Regions from separate parts of the Sus scrofa genome. Here regions 2 and 3 are each linked to region 1. The links are chromatin contacts, called in public Hi-C and HiChIP or PLAC-seq maps. All regions are on one chromosome and are shown on one strand. Each heading gives the region's core, a stretch centred on a gene start, on an enhancer-like site or on the middle of the called end of the contact. The rest is flanking DNA. Distances are from core to core; before and after follow the strand shown. Region 1 holds the start of LOC100511376 (E3 SUMO-protein ligase RanBP2). Region 2 holds the start of LOC100623441 (sulfotransferase 1C4). Region 3 holds the start of CCDC138 (coiled-coil domain-containing protein 138).

Region 1 (4,223 bases), core at 931-3,430:
GCCACAGCAATGCCAGATCCAAGCCATGTCTGCAACCTACACCACAGCTCCCAGCAACACCAGATCCTTAACCCACTGAGAGAGGCCAGGGATCAAACCCGCAACCTCGTGGTTCCTAGCCGGATTCGTTTCCGCTGCACCATGATGGGAACTCCTAAACTGTACATTTTGAATGATGAGTTGTATGGCATGTAAATTACTCCTCAATAAAGCTGATGAAAATATACTTTAATTTTAGGAGTTCCCATGTGGCTCAGTGATAACAAATCCAACTAGTATCCATGAGGATGTGGGTTTGAACTCTGGCCCTGCTCAGTGGGTTAAGGATCAGTCATTGCTGTGAGCTGCAGGGTAGTGAGCTGCGGTGTAGGTCGAAGATGCGGCTTGGATCCTGCTTGGCTGTGGTGTAGCCCAGCAGCTGCAGCTCTGATTCAACCCCTAGCCTGGGAACTTCCATGTGCCACAGGTGTGGCCCTAAAAATGAAACAAAACAAAAAATATATGTATGTTCTAATTTTATGTCAAAACAGTGACATACACCTAAGAAATAATTCCACATAATGTTATTATGACAGTATTTACTGTACAGCCTTAATAGTATGTACTCGAACTACAGACAGTCTTAACCTTCATTCAGGAATCTTAAACACCCGAGAAAAACAGGTCAAGAAGGATAGAACTGTAGTTAGCAAGAAACGATTTTAAAAAGCAAAGAACCATGAGGTTGAGGGTTTGATCCCTGGCCTTACTCAATGGGTTGAGGATCTGGAGTTGCCGGGAGCTGTGGTGTAGGTCGCAGACGTGGTGGGATTTGGCGTTGCTGTGGCTCTGGCTAGGCTGGCAGGTACAGCTCCGATTGGACCCTAGCTTGGGAACCTCCATATGCCGCAGATGCGGCCCTAAAAAGACTAAATAAATAAAAAGCAAAAAGAGGAATACACCAGAATTGAATATACAGAGCCTTTCTTCCCCAACCCACAAATTCATACTTTTTTTTTTTAAATGAGCTGCGGTATAGTGAGCTGCGGTGTGGGTTGCAGATGTGGCTTGGATCCTGCGTTGATCCTCGCGGCATGCGCGAGTTCCTGGGCTAGAGACTGACCCTGAACCACAGCAGTGACACCAGATCCTTAACCACTAGGCTACCAGGGACCTCCCACGAATTCATAATTTGAAAGACAGAGGAAGTTTATGACAACAGCAATACACAACTGTCAAGATGGCACTAAAAAAAAAAAAAAAAAAACACCTTTCTTTTCCATTTTTATGTATTTATTTATTTATTTTTAAGAGCCAGGCCCGCAGCATATGGAAGTTCCCCTACCCGGAACACCTTAAATGACTGTACTTTAACACCCATATCTACTGCGAGCACTTAATGCGCTAAACACTTCCGTTAATGTTTAACACGGGACATACTAAAAACTCCTATCAGTAGCCTGATTCCGCCCTATTAACGAAATAAACAGAACTTGCTTCAAATCCCACAGCCTGTGTCCAGCATAGCTATGACTCCACCCCAGGGAAGTGACTCGGGATCCTGCGCCCACCCCCTACTCGCCGTCCCCGTCCCCGTCCCCTCTAGGCACCACGTCCGGTCGGATCCACGATGTGGCCAACTCCCTACGTGGGAACAAGGGGAAGTACCCTAAGAGACATCTACGTCTACCCCAGCAATAAGGCCCGGGAAGGAACTCAGAACCCCCGCGACCCAGCGGGAAAACGAAAGTCGGCAAAAGCAGCTTCCAATGCAGAGTGTGAGGGATGGCGAGGCGGCCGCGCCGAAGCGGCAGCGCCTCGGCGTGGAGCCCGGGCAGTGGGCACAGCGGGGCCGGCCGGGCGCCGTAGAGGACGAAGAGGAAGAGAAGGAGAAGGAAAAGCAGAAGGGAGCGCCGCGCCAACGCCCGCCCGCCGCCTCCCCGCCCCCCGCGCGCCGGCCGCGCCTCAGTGGGAGCCATGGCGCCGCGGCCCGCCCGGAGGCCGCGCGCCCATCCCGCTCACCTCTCGGGGCGACGGAGCGGAGCCCTGCACTGAGGCGATGTACCGCTCCACGTCCGCCTTGCTACGCCGCATCGCGCCGCCGAGCGGGGTCCGCGCGAGGGACGCCAGCGCCGAGGCCGCAGCTGCCGCCGTCTCAGGAGCTCGGCGCCCGAAGGTCCGTGACGCAGCTCCGTAGCCGGCGAGGGGCAGACACGCGTGCGTGCATGCGTGCGTACGTGCGTGTTGCGTCATCACTGTGCGCCGCGCAGGCCCTCGGGCGCCGGCGTTCGGTGGTGACTATGCTAGCGAGGTGCGCGGGAATGCGAAGGTGACGTAGTGACAACGAGGCGACGGGGACTGGTCCAACCCACGGACGTTCCTAACAGTCACACCTCGGCGCCAGTCGTAGGCGTTTAGAAAGCGTCTTCCGGAGCTCCTGTTGTGCTTCCATAGAAAAGAGCCCGACCAATATTCATGAGGGCTCCGGTTCGATCCCTGCCCTAGCTCAATGGTACAAGGATGCCGCGTTGCTGTGGCCATGGTGTAGGCGGGCAGCTACAGCTCTGATTCAGCACCTATCCTGGGAATTTCAGTATTCCTTGGGTGTAGCCTTACAAAGCAAAAATAAGGTGTTTTCAGTAGGTTTCAGATTTCAGCAGATCACATCAGTGTATACAGGGAGTTTAGAATTTATAGTTATGGTTTATTTTTATTTTTTGCTTATAGACTTTATGGTTTTATCCAACACTTAAAAGTCGCCTGGCCACTTAGAATCTATCCTTTTTTATTTTTCCATTTTCCAAACTTCCTTCTTTTTTTTTTTTTTTTTTTTTTTGGCTTTTTATGGGCCTCACCTGCGGCGTATGGAACTTCCCAGGCCAGGGGTCAAATCCGAGCTCCAGCTGCCAGCCTACACCACAGCTCAGGCAACACCCACAGAGCAGGGCCAGGGATCTAACCGGAGCCCTCATGGTATTTGTGATACTAGCCAGATTTGTTACTGCTGGGCCACAATGGGAACTCCCATTTTCCAAACTTGGCAATGACCAATTACTGCCTCTGTAAAGAGGGAAAATCAGCCCGTCCTATTTCATTTCAGTCATTTTGGATATGAATAAGAGTACTAAGGCAGGAATGATTCTGTAAACAAGCCACTGTTAGTGGGTGAACTTTAGTGGTCCTGCTCAGCCTCAGGTCAGCATTGCAGTGGGCCTTTCCCCCAAGCAAGGGACCATTGGTGAGTGACCACTGGCCTCTCCCCCTCCCCTTTCTCTGTACAAAAGGAACCTGAATTCAGAGAAAGGCAAGATGGTTTTTTTGAGACACTAGTCTGCCGGCTTTCCAATTAAAGTCATTATTCCTGGCCTCAGTATCCCGATGTACTGGCCTGTTGAGCTGTAAGCAGAGGGAACTGGGTTCAGGATCAATTGTGAGGTTGCTACTGGGATTGGCATAATTAACGGAAGTACAGTGTAAAGAAAACTGGTCCTGGATGGAATATCTCACTTTAGGTGTTGATTTATTTCACCTGAGTTTCCATTTGTGTATTCAAGTGGAGATGCCCAGCCTGCAGGTGAAGTCGTAGGACTGGGTTCTGTGGCAACTTGGCTGTCATAAGCCTTGTGGACAGTGTTGGTGATAATAGCCAAAGCTTACTTGCAAGTGAATTTCATTTGATTCTCCCAGCAATTTCGTGAAGTTACTCTTATTATTGTGCATAAATTGACCTATAAAGAAACAAAGGGCGTGAATGGTCAAGCAATTTTCCCAAGCACACCTAGTAAAATGACTACTTTTAATCTGCTGTAGTTGAAGATACAGAAAAGAAGTAGGCTGAAGAGAAAATCTTGACGTTCTCAAAAGGCTTTCCTTGGAGTTTCCGTCATGGCACAGGGGAAACGAATGTGACTAGGAACCATGAGATTGCAAGTTCGATCCCTGGCCTTGCTCAGTGGGTTAAGGATCCTGCGTTGTGTGGCTGTGATGTGGTCCAGCAGCTGCAGCTCCAATTCAACCCCTAGCCTGGGAACCTCCACATGCCATGGGTGTGGCCTAAAAAGAGAAAAAAAAAAAAAAAAGGCTTTCCTTAAGTACATTTATTATGCTTTGAAACCTTGGTTTTTGCCAAATGGGGGGATGAGTCTCTTCTGCTGGGCTTTAAAAATGAACATTCTTCTCCAGGAAGATGTCCCTTCTTTTCTCAGCATGGACCAGTTCCATCCAAACTTATTCTCACAAGCAAT
Region 2 (4,223 bases), core at 889-3,388, 180 kb after region 1:
ATCCTAGTCGGGTTCGTTAACCACTGAGCCATGACAGGAACTCCTACTAATACTTAAACACTGTCCTGCAGTGATGATAATGAAGTAGAGTTGTGGGTGAAATTAAGGTAGTGAGATATGCTCCCCATCAGTGGTTACTTGCAGAAATTCATATTAGAAAAGTTTAATCCTGAACAGGGTCATGATAAGATCAGAAAATCAGGGCTGGGAGTTCCAGTGGTAACGAACGAGACTAGCGTCCATGAGGATGCTGGTTTGATCCCTGGCCTTGCTCAGTGGGTTAAGGATGCGGCGTTGCCATGAGCTGTGGTGCAGGTTGCAGACAAGGCTTGGATCCCATGTTTCTGTGGCTATGATGTAGGCCAGTAGTTGCAGCTCCGACTGGACCCCTAGCCTGGGAACTTCCATATGTCGTGGGTGTGGCCCTAAAAAAGAAAAAAAAAAAGAAAGAAAGAAGATCAGGGCTGACATGAAACAGATGGAAGGGTGAGTGGAGAGCCCCTCTGTGTGCAGAGTCTTTATTGAAGTGTATGCACTGGAGCAGGGGCAGGGGGTGGGGGGTGAGTTGAATACCGCATTTTTTCTCTGTATGTAGGTACATGCAAATAGCTGCAGAACCACCTCTCCCAGCTCAGGCCCCAGTGTTTACGACGCTGTGGCTGGGCTCAGTTTGTCTTGTTTCTGCACTAACTTCATTAAGCTGATTATTGGAATAAGAAAGCAGGTTCACAACATACCACCAGGGAGGGTGGAAATTAAGAGTAGTTCTGGGGAGTTTCCGTTGTGACGCAGTAGAAATGCGACGAACTAGTATCCATGAGGATGTGGGTTTGATCCCTGGCCTCAATCAGTGGGTCAAGGATCTGGCATTGCCGTGAGCTGTGGTGTAGGTTGCAGACACGGCTCGGATCCCGTGTGGCTCTGGCATAGGCCAGCAGCTGTAGCTCCTATTCGACCCCTAGCCTGGGAATCTCCATATGTTCTGGGACCCCGAGCTGGGAAGCCTGGGAGCTGAGCAATGCAGATCCCAAGCCGCCCACCCTCTCCCCACATCAGCTCCCCCCCGCCTGTCCAGCTCACACACAGCAGCTCTTTACAAGATCTGCTATAAGGGCCCTTCGCTGGGAACAAGTAAATCAACAATCTGGCCAGTTTATTTTCAGCTGTTTGACTCACTGCCTTCAAGGGAACTTAAAAAACAACAACTAAAAACCAACCAACCAAACAAAAAAACCCACATGCATCAGAGGAAGAATTAAATTCTTAAGAGGGATAGGTCGTTTTAATATTTTTAGTGTGGTTTCAGTTTCCATTCGTGATTTGTCTTGGCTCTGTCACTCTGCCCAGTAAACTGCTTTCCACTCGGACCCAGGTCAGTTCCTTTTTTTTTTTTTTTTTTTTTTGTTATTGATGCATCTTCCCCCCACAGCCTTCCTAACTGTCCTCTTGGTCACCCCCATTCCCGTGCCTACCTGCTTTCGGATAGGTAGCGATAAGCAGATCGTCAGGCCGGGCTTGGAAGTTCCAGATCTGCACCCAGGTGTCACAGGTGGGCGTGGGCTGCAGAATCCCCTCCACGTAGTCCACAGCCAAGCGCTCACCTTCGTCGTGTTCCAGACCCTCCATCTTGCTCAAGGCCATCAGGGTCAGATCCTAGATGTCTGCCCCGGTAAAGTATTGCTCTCAGGTGGCACAAAGCTGTGTTGTTGCTGGCCTGGAGACAGGGCAGAACTCAGAGCACTGGCCCTGCCTTGGACCGGCCGTAGAGGGCAGAGCGGCCGTTCTAGGGAGCCAGCAACTCTCCTCGGGGCTTTGCACACAGTGCTTTCCTAGCCTGTTCCCGGTGGGCTATGATGCAGCTGCTCCTGGCTGCCATCTAGCGGCCCGTGCACAGTCAGCCCTGCTCTTCTGTGCCACCTCATTTGTGGTTCACCTCTGTGTGCACAAAACAATCCACAGCTCTCCGTTAATTGTTTCTTCTGAGGATTTTAAGCTAATTGAGAAATTGCAGGGAGCCTGCCTGTGGAATTGCAGGTCACGTCATTGCAGAATGATTTCCCTGACAGGCTGCAGGGAGATTGCTGTGGCTGCTGGCAATGAGGGGCCTAGATAGAAACTCCCGGCACAAAGGTCAGCGTTGTTATTGTTAAGAGTGAAATAAACAAGGCTCTATTAGGGAAGTTTCCCTTCCTGTTGTGGGCTCTTCCTCATAAATATCAAGTGGAGTCTTCCAGCTAATGAAACGTGGGTCACGTTTGAAGCGAAGTGGATGCAAAAGCTTGTCCTTTTTGGACCTCACCTCCCAGCCTCACGCCAGAGTCCCCTGGAAGCCCCTTGTTTTGCTGAAAGCCTTGGTGAGAGTTCTTGCTATGGCTCAGTGGGTTAGGAACACGACTTGTGTCCATGAGGATGTGGGTCCGATCCCTGACCTTGCTCAGTGGGTTAAGGATCTGGTGTTGCCCTGGGCTGTGGTGTAGGTCTTAGATGTGGCTCAGATCTGGAGTGGCTGTGGCTGTGGCTGTGGTCGGCAGCTTCAGCTCTGAACGCACCCCTAGCCTGAGAATATCCATATGCCTCAGGAGTGTCCCTAAAAATTAAAAAAAAAATTTTTTTTTAAAGCCCTGGGATTTATTTATCCTGCTTGCTCCTTCCCTCGGAACCATTCCTGGCTCTTGGAGTTTTTTTTCTCTCTTGTTTCAGTCACAACCCTTCTCTGCTGACTGCCTTGGAAACAAGACTGACCCACCCAGTTCCTGTTTCTCCGTCTGATATAATCAAGAATGTTGCTGGGCTTTGTCTCTGGTTCCCGAAGCTGAGGTTTTTTGTTTTTTGTGTTTTTTTTTTTTTGTCTTTTTGCTATTTCTTTGGGCCACTCCCACGGCATATGGAGGTTCCTAGGCTAGGGGTCGAATCGGAGCTGTAGCCACTGGCCTACGCCAGAGCCACAGCAATGAGGGATCCGAGCCGCGTCTGCAACCTAGCTCACGGCAACACTGGATCATTAACCCACTGAGCAAGGGCAGGGACCGAACCCGCAACCTCATGGTTCCTAGTTGGATTCGTTAACCACTGCACCACGATGGGAACTCCTTTTTTTTTTTTTTTCCTAAGCTGAGTTTTAAAAACCCTTGAAGTTCCTGAGAAATTGGGGGGTCTTTGGCTGTTCATAGTGAGTCCCTTTAGCCCACACCTGAGTTTACCCTAACGAGGTGACACCTGCTGGGCCCTTAGTTTCCAAGGAGGGGCTGCAATTCCAGCAAGATAAAGCATATGACCCTTTTATCCAGGTCACAGTTGGGGGCTGGTCCTTTCATCCTCACAGGGTCAGGAGGTTGGTCCTTTCACCAGCTCAGGATCAGGGGGCTGGTCCTTTCATCCTCACAGGGTCAGAGGCCCTTTCAGTCCCACCCCTGCCTCCAGAGAGGGGAGGGTTGGGGACTGGGCTCAGCCGTGTAGTCAGTGCTAAGGAACCCCCTTGGCACCAAGGCTCAGGGCCTCTTCTTGGCTGGTGAACATGGTGATGTGCCCAGAAGCTGCTCTGCGCAGGATCTATGGGGACAGGGCACAGAAGCCTTGTCCCCTCTCCTCCAAGACCTTGTCCCCCTCACCTCTTCCATTTGGCTGCCCTGATCTATATTCTTATGATGAAACTGTAATTGTAGGTGTGGTGTTTTCAGTGAGTTCTGGGCGTCACTATTGACCCTCAGGGTCACACACACACTTAGAGCTGTTGGTCAGAAGCACAAATCATCCCCAGGACTTGTGGCTGCATCTGAAGGGGGGAGTCTTTTGAAAGGCTCTGTTCTTGACCTGTGGGGTCTGTGCCAACCCTGTCATGTCAGAATTGAACTGAATTGATCAGACACCAGCTGGTGACTTTGGGACAGCTCTCCCTCCACGCCGATCCTGTTGTCAGGAGACCTGCTTCTCACTTAACTCCCTTTCCACCCAGACTGTCACAGCACCCCAACCTGGGGATGGAGGGCTGGCAGACAGGGATAAAATGCCCCAGAGAGAACTGGCTGGGCTTTGAATGGTACCTGGGAAAGCTGAAGGTTTCAAATAACTTGAAAATCATCCTAACTACACAGATGCTCCTAGTCTCCTTTAATATTTTTACTCAGATGTTCTTGAACATTCAGGAAAATTAAAGTATTGTACTTCGTTATTATAAAAATAATCTGGTGCTAAGCCAACATCTAGCAAGGCTTGCTTTGGAATTC
Region 3 (4,223 bases), core at 1,273-3,772, 130 kb before region 1:
CCATTGCACCACAGCGGAAACTCCTGTTGGTAGTTTTTTAAAGGAAAAAAAACCACCTTGATAGTTATATTGGGCTGAGTGTAGAACTAGGTACTGGTATTTTACAGAAGCCTCTGGTAGGATTAATGCAATACGCACCAGTGTTAAGAACCACTGTTTTAGGGGAATTTTGAGATTTTCTGTCATACCCCTTGATATATGCGATGATTTTTTTTTTAAGTTACTGCTTTTTTTTTTTTTTTTTTTTGTCTTTTTGCCTTTTCTGGGGCCGCTTCCACAGCATATGGAGGTTCCCAGGCTAGGGGTCTAATCAGAGCTGTAGCCACCAGCCTACGACAGAGCCACAGCAACTCGGGATCCGAGCTGTGTCTGCGACCTACACCACAGCTCACGAGAACGGCAGATCCTTAACCCACTAGCAAGGCCAGGGATCGAACCCGCATCCTCATGGCTCCTAGTCGGATTCCTTAACCACTGCGCCATGATGGGAACTCCAATTTTTAAAAATTAAAATATTTTTCTGCTTGGGAGTTCCTGAACCCAGTTATTTTTAAGCCCCATCCTGTGGCTCATCTAGATCTGTGGCTGCTGTTCTCAGGAAACGCCTGCATAACCTGAGATTGTGCTTTTCTCTCACTTTTGTTGTTGCCATTGTTGCCGTTGTTGCTTTTTAGGGCTGCGCCCATGGCATATGGAGTTTCCCAGGCTAGGGGTCAAATTGGAGTTATAGCCACCGGCCACCACCACAGCAACATCAGATCCTAGCTGCGTCTTCGACCTACACTACAGCTCACAGCAACACCAGATCCTTAACCCACTGAACGAGGCCAGGGAAAGAACCCACAACCACATGGTTACTAGACGGATTCATTTCCACTGTGCCAAGACAGGAACTCCTGTGCTTTTCTGTTTTCAGAGCATCTTTTGCCATACCTTCTTAAGAATTTTTTTCTATTTTTCTTTTTTTGTTTCTTTTTTTCCTATTAAACCTGGCTTGGGAGTTACTGTTTGAATCTGTCATTTTGTTCTTTCTTCAAGGTGCTGAGTTTTTAACTGCTCAGTGACAGTTTTGCCTTCTCTCGAGTTTTTAGCTGCATGATTCTCTAAGGCAGTGTGGTGGCTCAGCCATCGATGAAAAGCTGAGAGGTGTATTTCCTCTCAGAGCGTGGGCAGTGGATTAGCAGGTTGGGTCACCTTCACTTGAGATGGGGATGGGGAAGCTTGGTTTTCACCCTCTCCAGGGTGTGAGGGAGAGTAAAAGTCTTTATTCCTCATGTGGCGATGATGGGGAGCCTTTTCTCCCCAAGGGCTGGAGTCGGTGAGCTTCTCCCAAGGCTGCCAGCACCACCTGGCCAGGCAGTCTGAGCTCCAGCTCTAGTTCCCTGAGGAAGAAGTTGAAGTGGAGAAGTTATACACATGGGCCTAGTCCACTTTGGCTCATTTGAAAGTAGCAGATTTGGCCTCTTTGAGAACATTTCTAGGTTCAAGAGTTATTGTTTTCATGTATTAGACTGTTTTACGAAATAATCTACCCCTGGAGGCTGAACCAGGTGTTCACAGTTTCACTGTGTGTACTTTGAGTTCATTACTGAAAGTCCTTGTGGTGTTTAATATTGTGAAGGTGACCTAAGGCTCAGAGGACCCCGTGCTGCCCGTCCAGGCAGACGTTCCTGGCCGTGCCGGGCCGTGTGCTCGCCACCTGAGTTTAACCTGCCAGAAGAATACACTTTCACACGTTGTTACTAGAAGCATGTCACATCGTCGGCAGTTAGATTCATGGATAAAGTAATCTAATAGGGGGATCAAAAGCTTACTGAAACGGACTCGGACTGTTTAAATATGCTACTTTGTCCGTCAGATAAGAATTTCCAGTGGGCAAATACTGGAGCACCTGTGTTCAGAGCACAGTCGACCAGCAGAGGTGGCGAAGACGAAGATGGCAGTGACGAAGAGATGGTTCACAATGAAGACATCCACTTTGAACCAATAGTGTCATTACCAGAGGTGAATATTAAGCAATGAAAGCTGTACTAGTAATTTCACGTTTGACGTTTAAAACTTGATTTGTAGGGCTGGCCTTGTTTTGCATTGTTTCAGAACACTGCCCACCTCAAATGGAAGTTCTATATTAGAAGTTCAGCCTTTAAGCTTAAATTGTCTCTTTGAAAAAATTTATATATAAACATAATATTGGTAACATTTTATCCTATATGAAATTTTATATGCAATTGTGGGGAAGAACGTAGTCGTCTCGCGTTTATTTTCATAACATAATTCGAGAGAACGCACAACAGCCTAGATGCTGCCAGCGAAGCAAGGAATAAAGGGGTAATGGCCCGTCCGCAAGCATTGCGCCCCCGGGAACCCCGAGCCCCTACAGACGCCGGTGGCCACGCCATGACGCACATCCGCTGCGCCGGCCACGGCGCCGTTGCCAAGGAGACGTCAGCGGCCTCGGCGTGCCTTGGCGTCCAGGCCGGGGGCGGGGCGTGCGGTACGACAGGGCGCACGTCCGCGGCGCCCGCCCCGCCCCTCCTCGCCTCACGCCGTTGCCTGGGAGACGACGGCGGCCGCAGCCATGGAATTGAGGGTGGTGAAGCCCCCAGGGCAGGATCTGGTGGTGGAGCGCCTCAAAAGCCGCTACGGCCTGGGGGGCGGCTGCCCCACCGAGGTGAGGCCCCGCCCTGCCTGCCAGCAGGTGCGGACCTCCGGGTGGCCGCGTTTGCAGGTCGAGGCTCCTGGCGGGCACCACACCCCCAAGGGTCAGTCGGCGTCCCCGAGGGAACGCGTGGCAGGGGCTCCAGGCGGTGACTTGCGTGCGGGTGGGAACCGCCTCGGTCCCAGCCCAGAGCTGCAAGTCCGAGCCAGTTTGGCACGGAAAGGTGCGGGCGCCCGGCCGACTGGATCCGCGTTGGTGCCTCTGACCGTGGACCCCGCGCGCGCGTCGGGCGGTCGGGACGGGGCACTGCGCGGCTTCGGTCCTCTGAGGCGGGAACACCAGGCGGGAGCGGGGACGGCTGTGCGGGGACTGGGCGCGAACCGGGCGGGAACCGGGACAGCCCAGCGGGAACTGGGCGGGAACGGGGACGGCTGTGCGGGGGCGGTGTGTGGGGACCCGGCGGGGAGGGCCTGCACCCGGTCACCGCGCTGGCGCTCTCTTTCAGCCGGGGTGGCGGCGATCGGACGGTGCGGAGCGTCCTGAGCGTCGGAGGCGGCCTCCCCGCACCCCAGGTAGGTCTGCGCGGCTGGGAGGCGCTCAGGCCGCAGGGCTCAGCGCCTTCGCGGGGAGGCTCTGGCTCTTTCCTTCACTGCATCGAAGAGAGTTTATTACACAGCGTTTACTGTCTCAGATTCACGAAGGGAGAAAGGAAGGGTTGGACGTTGGAGGCCTGGCGGGATATCGCGGGGAGGCGGAAAGCAGGCTGGATTCTGAACTTAGTCCTTCCTTGTGCTTTCTGCTGGTGGCACTGAGAAGATTCCCGTGGCGTCTCTGGTGCTCGGGTGCCTAGCCATTAGAACAGGTTAAAGGCACCTGCTCGGCTTGCTGCCCAGCGTCGGACCCAGAATCCGGTGCGCTGGTGGATGACAGCATCTTGTAAATTGGAGGCTCGATGCCTGTTTTCTGGAAGTCTGCTTGCGGGAGACAGACGGATGAAGTGATGTTGCCGTCTTAGGTTCGGGAGCCCAGAAAGAGATCCTTGTTGCCTGACCTTAGCGGTCTCTACTGTGCTCTTTCCTGTTCACAGACGACGTGGATGTCTTCTCCTGTGGAGATGAACTTGGCTCATCGTTAAGCTGTGATTGGGATGAGAGGAGGCGCGGCTCAGCGCCGCTCTGTAGTTCCTTCAAGCTCAGGACTGGGAATTGGTAAAGTACCCCGAGTCCTTCCTGGTGCCCTCTCCCTCCCCCCACCCAGCATCTCAGAAACCAAAGGAAGGGGACAGGGTGCTGCCCACATGCTTGTTTTTCTCTGGGAGGCGGCATAAGCGTCTGGAGCTTGCTGAGTAGTTGAAGAGAGTGGGTAGTTGTTCCTGAGAACCTGGTAAAAGCACAGACCCAGCGCTGTGCTTGCTGACGTCAGGGGAAGTTACTCACATGGTGTGATGGATAAAAAGTTATAGTTATTCATCTGGGACCCAAATGAAGTTCTTGTTCCCTTTGTTCTTTTTTTTGAAAAAGGAACTGGAATAAAAGTGAGTAACAGGTTTGTTAGCCAGCAGTGT

The links. A called contact is a pair of places that touch in the nucleus more often than the background predicts. HiChIP or PLAC-seq counts read pairs in DNA pulled down with a chosen protein or histone mark.
Region 2: an H3K27ac HiChIP or PLAC-seq map of alveolar macrophages shows a contact between it and region 1. The contact joins the promoter of LOC100623441 here to the promoter of LOC100511376 in region 1. A contact is called at or near these places in 1 of 47 Hi-C or Micro-C datasets (liver) and 1 of 2 datasets of contacts at active chromatin or transcription factors (alveolar macrophages).
Region 3: a Hi-C map of liver shows a contact between it and region 1, with 4 times the contacts expected there. The contact joins the promoter of CCDC138 here to the promoter of LOC100511376 in region 1. A contact is called at or near these places in 1 of 5 promoter capture datasets (liver), 5 of 47 Hi-C or Micro-C datasets (alveolar macrophages, heart right ventricle and liver) and 1 of 2 datasets of contacts at active chromatin or transcription factors (alveolar macrophages).

What each region holds. Positions count from the first base shown.
Region 1 is chr3:47,599,148-47,603,370 of Sscrofa11.1, forward strand. LOC100511376 (E3 SUMO-protein ligase RanBP2) reads right to left here and starts at 2,181. Exons shown (of 30, transcript XM_021087106.1): 1 at 2,002-2,181. The coding sequence starts at 2,073.
Region 2 is chr3:47,775,040-47,779,262 of Sscrofa11.1, forward strand. It overlaps LOC100623441 (sulfotransferase 1C4), which reads right to left and starts at 2,139. Exons shown (of 8, transcript XM_013995888.1): 1 at 1,473-2,139. The coding sequence starts at 1,641.
Region 3 is chr3:47,468,152-47,472,374 of Sscrofa11.1, forward strand. CCDC138 (coiled-coil domain-containing protein 138) reads left to right here and starts at 2,523. Exons shown (of 16, transcript XM_013995876.2): 1 at 2,523-2,698; 2 at 3,165-3,231; 3 at 3,747-3,867. The coding sequence starts at 2,579.